2 separate regions of the Sus scrofa genome follow, and region 1 is linked to region 2. The links are chromatin contacts, called in public HiChIP or PLAC-seq maps. All regions are on one chromosome and are shown on one strand. The core of a region is the stretch at or near the end of the contact, and the rest is flanking DNA. Distances in the headings are between cores, read along the strand shown.

Evidence for each region. HiChIP or PLAC-seq counts read pairs in DNA pulled down with a chosen protein or histone mark.
Region 1: a contact with region 2 is called in an H3K27ac HiChIP or PLAC-seq map of alveolar macrophages. The contact joins the promoter of STOM here to the promoter of TRAF1 in region 2. A contact is called at or near these places in 1 of 47 Hi-C or Micro-C datasets (heart right ventricle) and 1 of 2 datasets of contacts at active chromatin or transcription factors (alveolar macrophages).

What each region holds. Positions count from the first base shown.
Region 1 is chr1:261,404,021-261,410,270 of Sscrofa11.1, reverse strand. STOM (erythrocyte band 7 integral membrane protein) reads left to right here and starts at 2,558. Exons shown (of 7, transcript XM_021068281.1): 1 at 2,558-2,742. The coding sequence starts at 2,682. It also overlaps the pseudogene LOC110259667.
Region 2 is chr1:260,970,841-260,977,349 of Sscrofa11.1, reverse strand. TRAF1 (TNF receptor-associated factor 1) reads left to right here and starts at 3,372. Exons shown (of 9, transcript XM_021068189.1): 1 at 3,372-3,452; 2 at 6,214-6,396.

The DNA.
Region 1 (6,250 bases), core at 1,309-3,808, 430 kb before region 2:
GGAAGTCCCAGGCCAGGGGCCAAATCAGAGCTACACCACAGCTACAGCCACAGACAGCAACGCAGGATCCATGCTGCATCTGTGACCTATGCCACAGCTCACGGCAATGCCAGATCCTTAACTCACTTAGTTAGGCCAGGAAATTAAACCCACATCCTCACGGATACTAGTCAGATTCGTTTCCACTGCGCCACATTGGGAACTCCCTCAAAAAACATTCTAACTTCTAACCGTTACTGGAAGAAAATTTAGGACTAAAAATCCTCCACAAAGGGAGAGGATGATACACTAATACTTATGTTTAAAGTATGTTTAATCAATACACTTATAAAGAATATGCATGAGAGGCAGAATACACCAGTGCATGGTAAGTGAAATTCAGCATTATAAAATCAAAATCTGTAAACTCCCATCTATCCTGAAAGTCATTTAAAAATCGAGTCAAAACTTGTTCTTAGTTTGGGGCCTGAAATTAGCTCCTGAACTGATGCAATCTGAAACCAGAGCCAGCAAGTGTTTACCAAAGTCTTTTTCCCAAAGGGAAAAGTCTCTTTTCTAATTCTCTAGAAGTGATGCTGTTGGGATTGCCTTGAGAATTGAACAAAGGTAGCAGGTAGGAGTACAAAAAATAAATTCATTCTGAAATATTTTCCTTTCCAGCAAAATCGAAAGCTAAATACTTTTCCACAATATGCAATTTTTAATCAAGCCCTTTTTTTTTCTGGACCCGTGGCTTATGGAAGTTCTTAGGCCAGGGATCAACCTGGAACCCATGCCGCCACAGCCACCCAAGCCGCTTCAGTGACACCAGATCCATAAACCACTGCACCACAATGGGAACTCCAAGCCCTCCTTTACTAGAGGTTTTAATTAGCTGCTTGTGCATTTGCTCCTCTTTCCTGGAAACCGCAGCATAAACAGGAAATCCAGGCCTCTGGGGCTTATTCACTGCAGAATGGAAAAAATGAAGCCATGGACTTTCTCAAGGATGATTTAGAAAGGATCATTAAATTACTGTACTCCCCTCCTTATCTTCTCCAGAAGGCTTATAAACCAAGTGACTGCACAAGCTGTATTCCACCTCCAGGAATATAAACAGCTCTTTTCCCACATGTGGCTGGAAATAAACTTGAGAGCTCTGCACCAGGCTAGTATCACATGCTAGAGTCTACACCCCAAAGCAAAGGCGATCAGCCACTCCCTAACACCTGTTACAATTGTGGGTGCTCCACTTTCTACCCTGACAACCACAAGGCAGAGCTACAACTACAGAGAAACCCTACCATTTCAATTATGTAAACACCACAGGGTTGGGTATTACACAGCCAAAGGGAGATCTTGGTGGTGATGGAACAGTGCTGTTATCTTGACTGCAGTGGTGGTTATACGAATCTATGCATGAGACAATATGGCATAGAACTATGTGTACACTTGTGCCACTCTCAACTTCCTGGCTTTGATATTACAGTTAAGTAAGACATAACCATTGGGGGAAACTGGGTAGCGGGTACACATAACCTCTCCGTACTGTCTTTGCAACTTCCTGTGAATCTGTATTTATTTCAAAATAAAATGGTTTTACAAGTGCACCTGCTGGTGCACATCACCCTGCTTTGGACGGTTTGCATTAGGACAAGTCATGGAGAATACAACAGAGCCTGGTTTTCAAATGTGAAGTTTCAGTCACCACCTAACGCAAAGCTTGAGGTCGGGGATACCCTTGCCTGTGCTTTTCCCTCCTCCTGGAATTCCCTTTCTGACCTCCCGTGTCCCGCCTGTCCCCCTTCCCAAGGCCGGCTCCTTTTCATCGTTGAGGTCACAGGTCAATGCCACCGCCTTACAGAGGTCTTTCCTTGTCCCCGTAACTAATGCAGCTGCCTTCGGCTATCCTGAGTCCCCTGCGCCCTTCCTCGAGATCTTCCCCACGTGACGATTTGGCTTGTTTGCTTGCTGGTTACCTGTGTCAATGCCACGGGGGCGGGCCCGCTCTACACCCAGCAATGAGCACGCTGCTCGGTGATGGCAGGAGCTCAGAAAGGATTGTATTTGAATAAACGCACCTCACTCGAATTCATTCCCTTAGGCTCGAGGGTGGTGGCACGGTTTCTTCCCCTCACACCATCGGTCCTCTCAGGTCAGGGCGGGCCTCGTCCCCCTCACTTTGGCACACGGGTGCCCCTCGGCCTCCTCCCCTCATTCGGACCCCACCTCGCCCAATGAGGGCACCATTTTCCTCTAAGTCTTCTGCCCAGAAGGGCGCCTTTTTCTTTTTCGTAGCCTTTTCTCAGGCCATCACTCAACTTCCCCTCCCCTCTCTCTTCAGCAGCCGCCCCCCCGGCTCCACGGCTTCTGCCTCTCCCTTCCGGTGCCTTCTCTCCCTTCCGGTGCTGCCAGAGTCCGGATCCCCTCTTTCGGGGCGCCTCGCCCCTCAGGCCACGCCCCCCAGCCCGGGGACTTGAGGGAAGCGCCCCAGAAGCGGCTGCACCGGAGGGGAGGGCGGTGGAGGGTGGGGGCGTGTCCTCCTTGGTCCTGGGCGTCGATTGGCCCGGCCTCAGGGAGGGGGCGGGACCGCTGCCTGGGTCTCGAGATCCTGAGTCTTCGCGGGGCATTCCTCTCAGCTCCTTCTCCAGCCCCGGACCTGGTGACTGCGACGCAAGAGTAGCTACTCTGGTTCGGGCAGCATGTCTGACAAGCGGCCAGCAGCGGACGCCCAAGCTCGGCGGCTCCCCGACTCCTTCAAGGGTGAGCCCCGTGCCCCTGACGAGGCCCTTGGGGTCTCCCGCCCACCCCTTAACCCTCCCCTCGGAAACTAGCCCCAGCCCAGAGGTTCCAGGACTGTGTCCAATGTTTCTTAGACAAGCGACCGCTGCCCAAAGCCGCGGTTTCCCCACTTGTGCGCTGAGGATGACGAGCCCTGCTTCTCGGGCTGGGAGTTAGGTTTAGGAATGTTAAGGTGCAGAGTGCACACCCGGTGCTCGGCACTGAGTGGAAGCGCCAACAGAGGGCGCGTCTCCGATGTTCATAGCCAGAGCAGGGGCTTGCGTTATCCAGCGGCTGCCAGATGCCAGGCCCTGTGCCAGCGCTTTCTGCTCATTATCTCGTGGCACGCACGCGGATGTGGAAATGCAAGAGAGACTGGAGGCCAGCGAGTGATGCAGCCGCGATCCAAAGGCGCACGCCACACCCAGGGCCTGCTTTTCCCTTCCCTCTTCCTCGGAGGCCAGCTCCACCACCCCGCCTTCGCCCACCCCGAGTGAGCCTCCCTCCGCCTGAACTGGAAAGAATTCCTGCTCCCCACCCTGGCCAATTTCCTATTAGCCGCAAGACAGACCTGTATGGTTTCTCCACAAGTGCCTGACATATTTGCAGAAAAAAGAAGAAAGTCTCTGTTTGGCATTCTTCCCATATCTCTTAGCAGCTTCACTTTCTGCCCCCTTTACTTCCTTTGTCCTAGGAACCTCGCCTTCAGGGCTTTTGTTCCTCACAAAGCACAAGTTCCCTACCCTATCAGGGCCTTCCCGATCTTGAAGGCAGAAATCGTGTGAGTGGCTCAGTGTGTTCCCATGTGAAGGAACTAGTACCCTTGAGAGGGGTATCACCTTGAACCTTTATGGCTAACTCCTTGGGGAGGAGGGAGGGTTTCATAAAGAGAGGCAGTAAACCCCTCTGGGTACCGGTTCCTCCCAGAGGCGCTTAGAGGTCCAAAGGAATTATTTCTAAGGATGGAATTTCAGATGGAATGATATAGTGAAAGAAATTTAAAGGACTGGGTGGGCTTTTACAGCACCGCACAAAGAACACTGTGCTGGCCGCATCTATTCTGATTATTTTGTAATTCCAGCCTTGTCCACTGATCCTGTCTTTCCCAGTTTCCCTTCACCAGCAATCTTTGTCTTTAGTTCCTTCAGGAACATCAAAGGAATTATAAAAAATCTTAATCCCTCACTTGTCTCTGCTAAGTACATTGGAGAGTTATCTTCCCAAAGCAGGGGAATGTAACAGGGAGGATGTTTTGAAGTCACAAATTTCTAAGGAATGGAGCCCTACTTTAAGTCTGAGTTTGCCCATATAAAAATTGTGCAGTCTGCCTCTTTGATAGTTGTCATTTCCTAGAAAGGGAGGTGGCAGGATCCTTTCCTCTGTGCCCTGACCTGGAGGGAGACTAAAGGGCTATGGGAACAAGGTTAGAAGTTTGGTGAAACTGCAGTGGGAAATCTGCAACCTGTAGTTCTTTTGGAATAAGCATGATCTTTGTACTTAATGTTAGTTGTTTTTCATGGTTACAGACCAACTTTCACTCCCAAGTTCTTTTTCTTGGTTCTACACTTCACTAATTTTTAGACAGAAATCTTTTAAGAATCTGATGAAAGCTATGCACCCTCTCCTCTGAAAATCATACATACAAACACAATTTTGCTTGGTCTATGTCACCTTTTTTCATTTTTCTTTAATTATTTCTTTATTTTGCTTTTTATGGCTGCACCTGTGGTATGTGGAAGTTAATCAGAGCTGCAGCTCTGGTCTATGCCACAGCCACAGCAGTGCAGGATCCAAGCTGCATCTGTGACCTACACTACAGCTCTCAGCACTGCCAGATCCTTTAACACATTGAGCAGGGCCAGGGATTGAACCCGCATCCTCGTGGACACTAATCGGGTTCGTTACTGCTGAGCCACAAGGGGACCTCCCTGTCACCCTTTTTCAAAACGTAAGCCTTAAAGATCTGGTAGGAAATCCATTACTAGAATTTATTAAATAGAATTTATCAAGTGCTTGTCAAATGCCTGAAAGCTTTATAAGCGTTATCTAATGCAATCCTCTAACAGTTCCACAAGGAGGATGTCATTAGCTGACATTTTACAGCGAGGAAACTGAGGTTCAGAGTGGAAAAATCACCCACACCTGTGAACTAGGTTCAACCTTGGGCTGATATTCCAAATCATTTTCCCTATCCTAGAGCTACCTCCAAAGTGCATACCCAAAAGGAGGAACTTGTCAGACATCAGTACTTCACTGAAAATGAGAGACAGCAAAGCCCAAAGGAACTTCGCTTTCATTGAGATCTCTTGGATATGACAGCTCCAGGGGGCTGCTTCTGAGAGAAGCAATGGAATCTAAAAAAAAAAAAAATGCCCAAACTGTCCCTTTATGATTTTCCTGACAGTTAGTCTTAGGAATGTAATAGTGTAATAGGACCAAAGCAAGGGCAGGACTAGTTTTTCTTTTTCTTTTTTTTTTTTTGTCTTTTTGTCTTTTTTAAGGACTAGTTTTTCTTAAAGCCAATGCATTCGATTTGTAATGAAATAATGCAGGTGGATTGCAAAGAAATGTACGATTATAATTAAGAGCCATGTCAACAGAATAAATCTCTTTGGGAGAATGCCTGAAAGTAAGCAGAATCAAGGGACTGATTTGTTTATTTCAGTTGTTACACATGATCCGATTGGGGAGAATTTTGTAACTTATTTAATAATTAATCTGAGTTGAACCGTCAAGGTCATAAATTAACTCAAATGACAGAAAACTAAGTCTACAAAAGTTGGCATTTATATGTTTTTTATAATTAAATAGGCTAAAAAGACAGAGTCGCTGATCACCTGGTCAGCTCTGAAGAAAAAAACTTTAGATGTTGTTAATGTGATAAAGATTGGATTCAAAGTCTGTTTTTTAAGAAGGCGTGGAAAAATGTTTTCCTGAAAACTGTTGTAACTGGAAAAAGGGATCACTTCCCCCTTGTCTACCTGGCATCCTATGTCTACCTCTATCATAATGTTTATGACACAATATTGTCAATTATAATCACCTTTGTTAGACCAGGAGAGCTTTGGAAAGCAGAGAATGTATCCTTCCTCATGTAATAAGCTCAAGGTCAAGTGCATAGTAGGTTTGCAAAAATGTTTGTTGAAATAAAAAGGAGTGACTCAAGCTATTTACATTATTACATTGTTACAGCGTTGGTGAAGACATTTTTGCTGTTTATAATTTATTTTATTCAGTTTGTTATTATCCACACTATTGATTTTAGGGTGTGAACATCATTTCCTCATTACAGATAGCCTGTTTGGGCTTATATTATCAATAAAGGGGTTATAATTGTCATGATAATATATTGTACTTAATAAGGAATCTCCTTCTTTTTATTAAAGGGTGGAAAGAGAGGTCACCGTCAATAGAAAGAAGGAAGTGTGTGTCAGTTCCCTGTTGACACACACATTGTTTCTCCATTCTTTTTGAACCTTCGCCTATATTG
Region 2 (6,509 bases), core at 2,123-4,622:
GGAATCGGGGGTCACGATGACCCAGTTCCTCTTATTAAAGACAACATCCATCTGTCTCTGGTTAAAGAAATGTCCAGAATTAAGAGGTGGGCCAGCATATTGGACCATGATATGGAGTCAGGTGGCCCCATTACACCCTCTTGTACCCCAGGCCCGGATTTTGTAAACTGAAACTGACAGTGTGCAAAGGATCCCAGGGAGTCTCTGTTCCACTCTTGTCACCTGACAAACTAGGAAACCGAGGCCCAGAGCCGGAAAACAACTCTCAGTTTGCCAGTGAGGAACCAGGTAAGACCACAGCTTGGTCTGAAGAAGCAGAAAAAACACGCAAAGCCTGGACTAAATGTTCTTCCCCCTCCACTTGCTGCCAAACACTGCTTGACCATGACCACATTACAGAGTTAACTCTTTGAGCCTTCATTTTCTCACCCGGAAAGGAGAAAATAGTTTTCTCGCTCCTTCTTGGGGATCTGAGAAAATGGAGCGAGGCATGGGACACGTCACAGTGTCTGATATGAAAGTGTAATCCACTATTATTGTCACTATTATTTTTACCACAACCAGCAACCCCAACCTTCTAGACGCTTAGGTGCCAATCTGGTCCTGCCCCCACAGCTGCTGGAAGGCTAAGGATCCAGGCCAATGTAAGCACTCCCTCCCCCAGTGCCCATCTGGACTGTAACACATGAAAAGGCACAGTCGTTGGGGAGAAGGCTGAACAGCTGGGGCAACAGAGCCAAGCCATCCCAAGAAAGAATCCCATTTTCCACCTCCAGGACCTGGGAGCATCTCATTAGATCCATGATTTTTAAACCGTGTCCCTAGAGCCTAGAGGTCAAGATAGAGGTAGGAGAGAGGTCAGCACACAGGCTAATACAAATTTTGAAAAACCCAATGCGTCTATTGATTTTTTAAGGCCACACACAGACGCACACAAAAATCCCCTACAAAACTATGAACTATTATTTCTTGAATTATCACTTAAGCGTTCATTTATTTATCTGCCCCCAAAACTGCTTTAACAGCAGAGAGAAGAAAAAAGAACACAATCTCATGATTCCTAGTCCAGTGCTCCTTCCAAAATATAAATATATCCTCCAAAATACCACTACAGATTTCAGATGGGAGCAGAAGGAAGGAGGACATAATTTCTTTCATCCCAGTACTAAATCCCAAGTCAGGGCCTTGTTAGTTTTCTCCATTTTTTGATTCTGTATCTTAGAAGGGATTAAAAAAAAAAATCTCTCCTTGGACTTCCCGCTGTGGCCCAGTGGGTTAGGAATCTGACTTCAGTGGCTCAGGTCACTGCAGAGGTGCCCAGCCCAGCCCAGCCCAGCATAGTGGGTTAAAGGAGCCAGTGTTACCACAGCTGCGGCTCCGATTCTATCCCTAGCCCCAGGAACTTCCACTTGCCACCAGTGCAGCCATTTAAAAAAAAAAAAATCTCTCCTTTAGGAAGCAGGGCAGGCCAGGAGGTGGTCAGACACTTAAGGGGCTTGTCACATGTGCTCTACCATCTTCAGAGCAGAACAGCTTATAAAACTTTAATTCTCTAGAGTCTTCATAGCCATTCAGTCCTTAGCTCCTTCCAGGAACCACAAACTCAAGAGGCATAAGGCTAACAGGCAACATCAATGTCAAGAGCCTGACAGCTGAAGGACTGGGGCAAAAGTAGAGAATGAAACCCTTTTGGTGCCTCTTAGAACAGCTAGTTCCCCAGAGCAGATACGGATCTGAGAGGGACGGCTCAGGCTCAAACATCCCCTACTTCCCTGTGTGTGCTTTCTTGTTCCTCAATCATGGTTCTTCAGGTTCATACCACAAGATCTTAGGCCTCAGCCAAATGGACTAATTTTCTTCTTAAACTTATTTTTGGAAAAAAAAATTTTTTTCTACTGGGTAGAGATGAGTGTCCCCAAAGAGTTTCGATTCCTTTCTGAGTCAGGTTCAGACTCATTGGGCTCAGCTTTCATTTTCTGCAGCCTTGTCACTCCCTGAGTGCTCAGAGGTCCCCTGGTGATGCCCCCTCTATTTCAAGAGCCCCCCAAAATAAGCCCAGTGACTACAGATAAGTTTTTGGTACTTTCCAAAATTAAACTATTTCCTTTGGTAAATTTCCACCAAGTGAGCTCATTAATCTGAAAACAGGATGTGGCACATGAAGAGAGTTAAGGTCAGGTTGCCTGTTCACTTAACACTGGCTTGGAGAGGAGAGGAAGGGGTGTGTGGGAGAGAGGTGGGACCAGAGAATGGCTTTTAGAGGTCCCAAATCCTTCAAGGATTGGACTGAGAATCAATGACTTTTTAATCAGAGACTCGAAGCTCTAAATTCTTTCCTCTTAGAATTGAAGGTGACCACAGAGGCCACCTCTGGTCAATGTCTCACGTGACTGCTTCTCTTGGAGGCCCCTGGGACCCACTGCTTGACTGCAGGCAGGTGGCTCCAGGTACCACCAGAGGCCCTCCTTTCTCCAGCAGAACTCCGTCCTGTAGCATCACCTTCTCATTCAGAAGCTGGGCGTTCTGCCCTGGGTAGGTGTAAGACTTAAATACATCCCAGGTTAAAAACAAACAAAACCAAAGGAGAAAAAAACACTTTTTCCAACTCAAGTTGGATGTCAAGACTAAAACAAAACAAAACAAAATAAAACCCCTCATACATAAAGAATGTAATGGGTGCCTCTAATAACTAAAACAAAACAAAATCATTCCTTCCTCACCCAACACTCCTGCAGATATTAGGCTTTGATGGAGAAAAGGCCTTTGTCAGATTCGCAAAAATAAAGGTTGTTTGTATCTTTTAAACAAAAATGCTACCCCAACACTAAGTTCTGTAACTATTTTGGTTGATATACACAAAATTCATAGGGAATAAGCGGCTCTGTGTGTGTTTAAACAAAAACCAGAAATGGCTCCTGAAAACATCCAGTTTTGCATAAGCTCTGTGCCTTCGGAATTGCCTTGCACATCTCCTTGCTGATTGCTCCAAAGAGCTTGAACGAGCCCGTGTAGGATCTTTGCCCGAATCCAAGAGGGCTGAGACTCGGGTTTTGCTACTGCTCCGCCCACCATACGCGGGATTGCAGGCAGGCAGAGGTCAGGGGTGGGGGCTCAAGTCCCAGGTCTGAATTCGTTTATTCTGCGAACACTTTACCGAATCCCACACATGTGCTAGAAACACGCGCGGGGAGGAGGGGAACGGAAAAATGCCTTTTCAGTGGAAAACCAAAGCCTGCGACGCCGCGGAGCCGGGCCTCAGTTTCCCGATCTGGGTGCGCTCGCCCCGCCCCCAGGGCGGCCTCGGGAGGCGGCTCAGGCTATAGGAACCCGCCCGGGGCCTGCCCTCCCCTGCTTCCGCCGCCGGGCCAAGTACCCTCTCCACCGGAAGCTCCCGCCGGCCGCGGGGAGCTGGTGGCGGCGGCGGCGGCGGCGGCGGCGGCGGCAGCGCAGAGGTTGGTTGCACTGCACCCCGCCCCTCACCCGCCCTCACCCGCCCGCGGACTGCGGAGGGCTCCGCCCCCCGCCCCCGCGCTCCCCGCCGCCGGCAGCCGGGTTCCAGGTCGCTGGGGCGGGGGCTCCCCAAATGCAGACCTCCCCGCGCGACGCCGGGACACCGACTCGCTGCCCCCGCCCTTCTTGCAGGTTCCTGGGGCAGCGCTGGAGTCTCTCATCCTTGAATAGACACGGGCTGCTCTGCTCCCCGCGCTCGGCACGCTTCTTGAGATGTGGCGAGACGACTGTCACCTGCCCTCCGGAGAGCGCACAAACGGGGCTGGGCAACACGGACAGGCCGCCCGGCATTACCACGCCGGGCGGCGGGGGAATGTGCTCCAGCTGCCTTCGGACGCAGTGGGATCAAAAAGCCGGGAGACCAACCCTACCTGGGACGGCCCAAGGGGACTCTCGGGAAGATGGGGTGGATGGAGTTCAGAGTAGTAAAGGGTCAAGGCGACTAGGAGGAGCAGCGGGAGAAATAGGGGCAGGGAGCACGGAAGGGTGCAGAAAGCCACAGAAAAGTAGAGAAATGGAAAGGTGCCAGGTGGCGCATCAGGTGCAGGCCACAGGGCTGGTTGACTAGAACCTGGGACAAACCCTGGGCATTTGGCAGCCTTCACATTGAGAAACTTGGGGAGATGATTCTGTGGAGATTGGAGTGAGGACGCAGAGCGCCTTTTAGACAGTATTTTCTAGAAGTTTTGTTAAAGGGAGGAGAGTGTGAGGATGCTGGAGAGGAATGTGGAGTGAGAGTGAAGAGGGTTTTAAAGCTGATATGTGGTTAGAACGTAGGCTCAGGATTCCAGAGTCCTATCTTTGAGCCCTTGGGCAAGCCACTGACCCTCTTTGCGCCTCAGTTCCCTTGTCTGTAAATTGGGGGTGAAGATGACAATGCCTGCCTCACAGGGTTCAGGTGAAGACTAGATGAGATGGTGTCTGTAATAGCACTTAACACAGTGCTGAGAAGTACCTATTACTTTTCACTTTTAATTATTAGAGCAGCTTAGGCATATTCTGATGCTGATAGGAAGGAGCTGGGAGGCATTGAAGACAGAGAGCAGAGAAAAGGGAGCAGAAAGGAAGGGACCCAGAACTTGGATGGAGAGATAAGTGCCTTTCAGTGCCAAACCAAGGAAAAGAGGGAACAGGTGGGGATGCAGGGAAGTTTGCAGATTTGGGGGATGCAGTTAAGGGAGTGGCTTTCTGCTCTTCTTTTCTCTGAAGTAAGCCTCAAAGTCATCTCCTGAGACAGAGCCAGACCAGGGCTGGCCCAGGAGAGGGCGGAGGTCCAGATTTCCACTGCAGTGGTAGGGTAGGTGCTGTGCCGTCTTTGCCAGCATCCCCTGCCTTCTCCAGGGAAGGTGAGCAGTTGAGTTTATGGGGGTCTGACCTGCCTTGCCCACTTGCGAGGCTCAACTAAAGTTGATGAATGTGAAAACACTGTATAAGCATAAGTTACCATTTTGGAGTTCCTGTCGTGGCGCAGTGGTTAACGAATCCGACTAGGAACCATGAGGTTGCGGGTTCGGTCCCTGCCCTTGCTCAGTGGGTTAACGATCCGGCGTTGCCGTGAGCTGTGGTGTAGGTTGCAGACACAGCTCGGATCCTGTGTTTCTCTGGCTCTGGCGTAGGCTGGCAGCTGCAGCTCCGATTAGACCCCTAGCCTGGGAACCTCCATGTGCCGCAGGAGCGGCCCAAGAAATGGCAAAGAGACAAAAAATAAATAAAAATAAAAAATAATTTACCATTTTAATCTTTTTTTTCCTGATCTTGAGGAGCTGGGAGGGCTCTGGCCATCATCAACAGCAAAGCTTTTTGAATATTTCCCTTGGGCCATGCACCATGCCACGCTTTCACCCATGATCTCATTTAGTCATCCCAAGAGTCGGGTGAAGTAAGAACTGACATTATCCCCATTTTACAGATGCAGAAACTGAGGTTCAGAGAAGCCACTGACCTTGTCCCAGGACCCACGGCTAGTAAGTGATGGACTCAGGATCCCAACTCAGATCTGTCAGACCTCAGAGCCTGTGATTTGAAGCTGCTGTAAAGGTTTGCAAAACCTCTAGGAGCAGCCTAGCAGGATCGATGTGGAAAGAACATCTTTTCCATCCTTGGCCGTGTAGGCTCCACCCAACCACCTTGCTTTCACATGTCTTGATGAGGAGGAAGGGCACAGGGCTTGGAATCCAAAGGACCTGGTGCTAATTGTGCTGTACAACTAGGAGTTGAGGGGCTCTGGACCAGGCATCTTGCTTCTCTGTGCCTGTATGTGCCTGTGGAATTCCCAGCAGGGTGCTCTAAGAAATTAGAAGGGAAAAGTTGCCAAGCGCACAGTGGGTGTGCCAGGAGCCTTGGTTCTGCCATACAGCTCTGGATCTGCATCCCTCTTGGCTGCTGAGACCAACTCCCCGTGACCTTGTATTTGCTTAGATCTTTGTTCTCTTCAGGGCCGGGAAGTGGTGGCGCCTGACCCGAGTCTGTGGCCACCTATGACTTCCTGAGTGGGGCCTAGGGGGAGGGCTGTGAGCAGTCCCTGTTCCTGAGGTCTTGGACTTCAAAGGAGGAAAGGGCCGGGTGTAGTCCTCATGCTGTTGTTGACTGCCACCAGCAGGGCTGGGTCATCAGAGGCCTGCTGCCGCCTCTGGTTGCCTTGGCCATGAGACTTGGGCCCAGAGAAGACTTGGAGACACCCTGTTGCAATTCCTGTTTTTGCAGATGGGGTCACTGAGACCTGCTGTGAGGAAGTGCCTTTTACCTGAGACATTCTGGACAGGACAGAGCTAATGCGCCCGGAACTTGCCTTTTTGGACCTGCCTCCAGAATCCTGGGGATTTCCACGAGGGCAGTGACCACCCCCACCGAGAATCCTAGGCTGCTGGGAGGTCCCAGGGAACACAGGCAAGTCACCGGCTGTGGCTCTCTCTGCCCCTGTCCCTTGGGGAGGAAGCTAGCAGCAGCCTGGGGTCCTGCGACGGGGGAACTCTGACTGCGGTTCCTGAAAAGTCCATGAC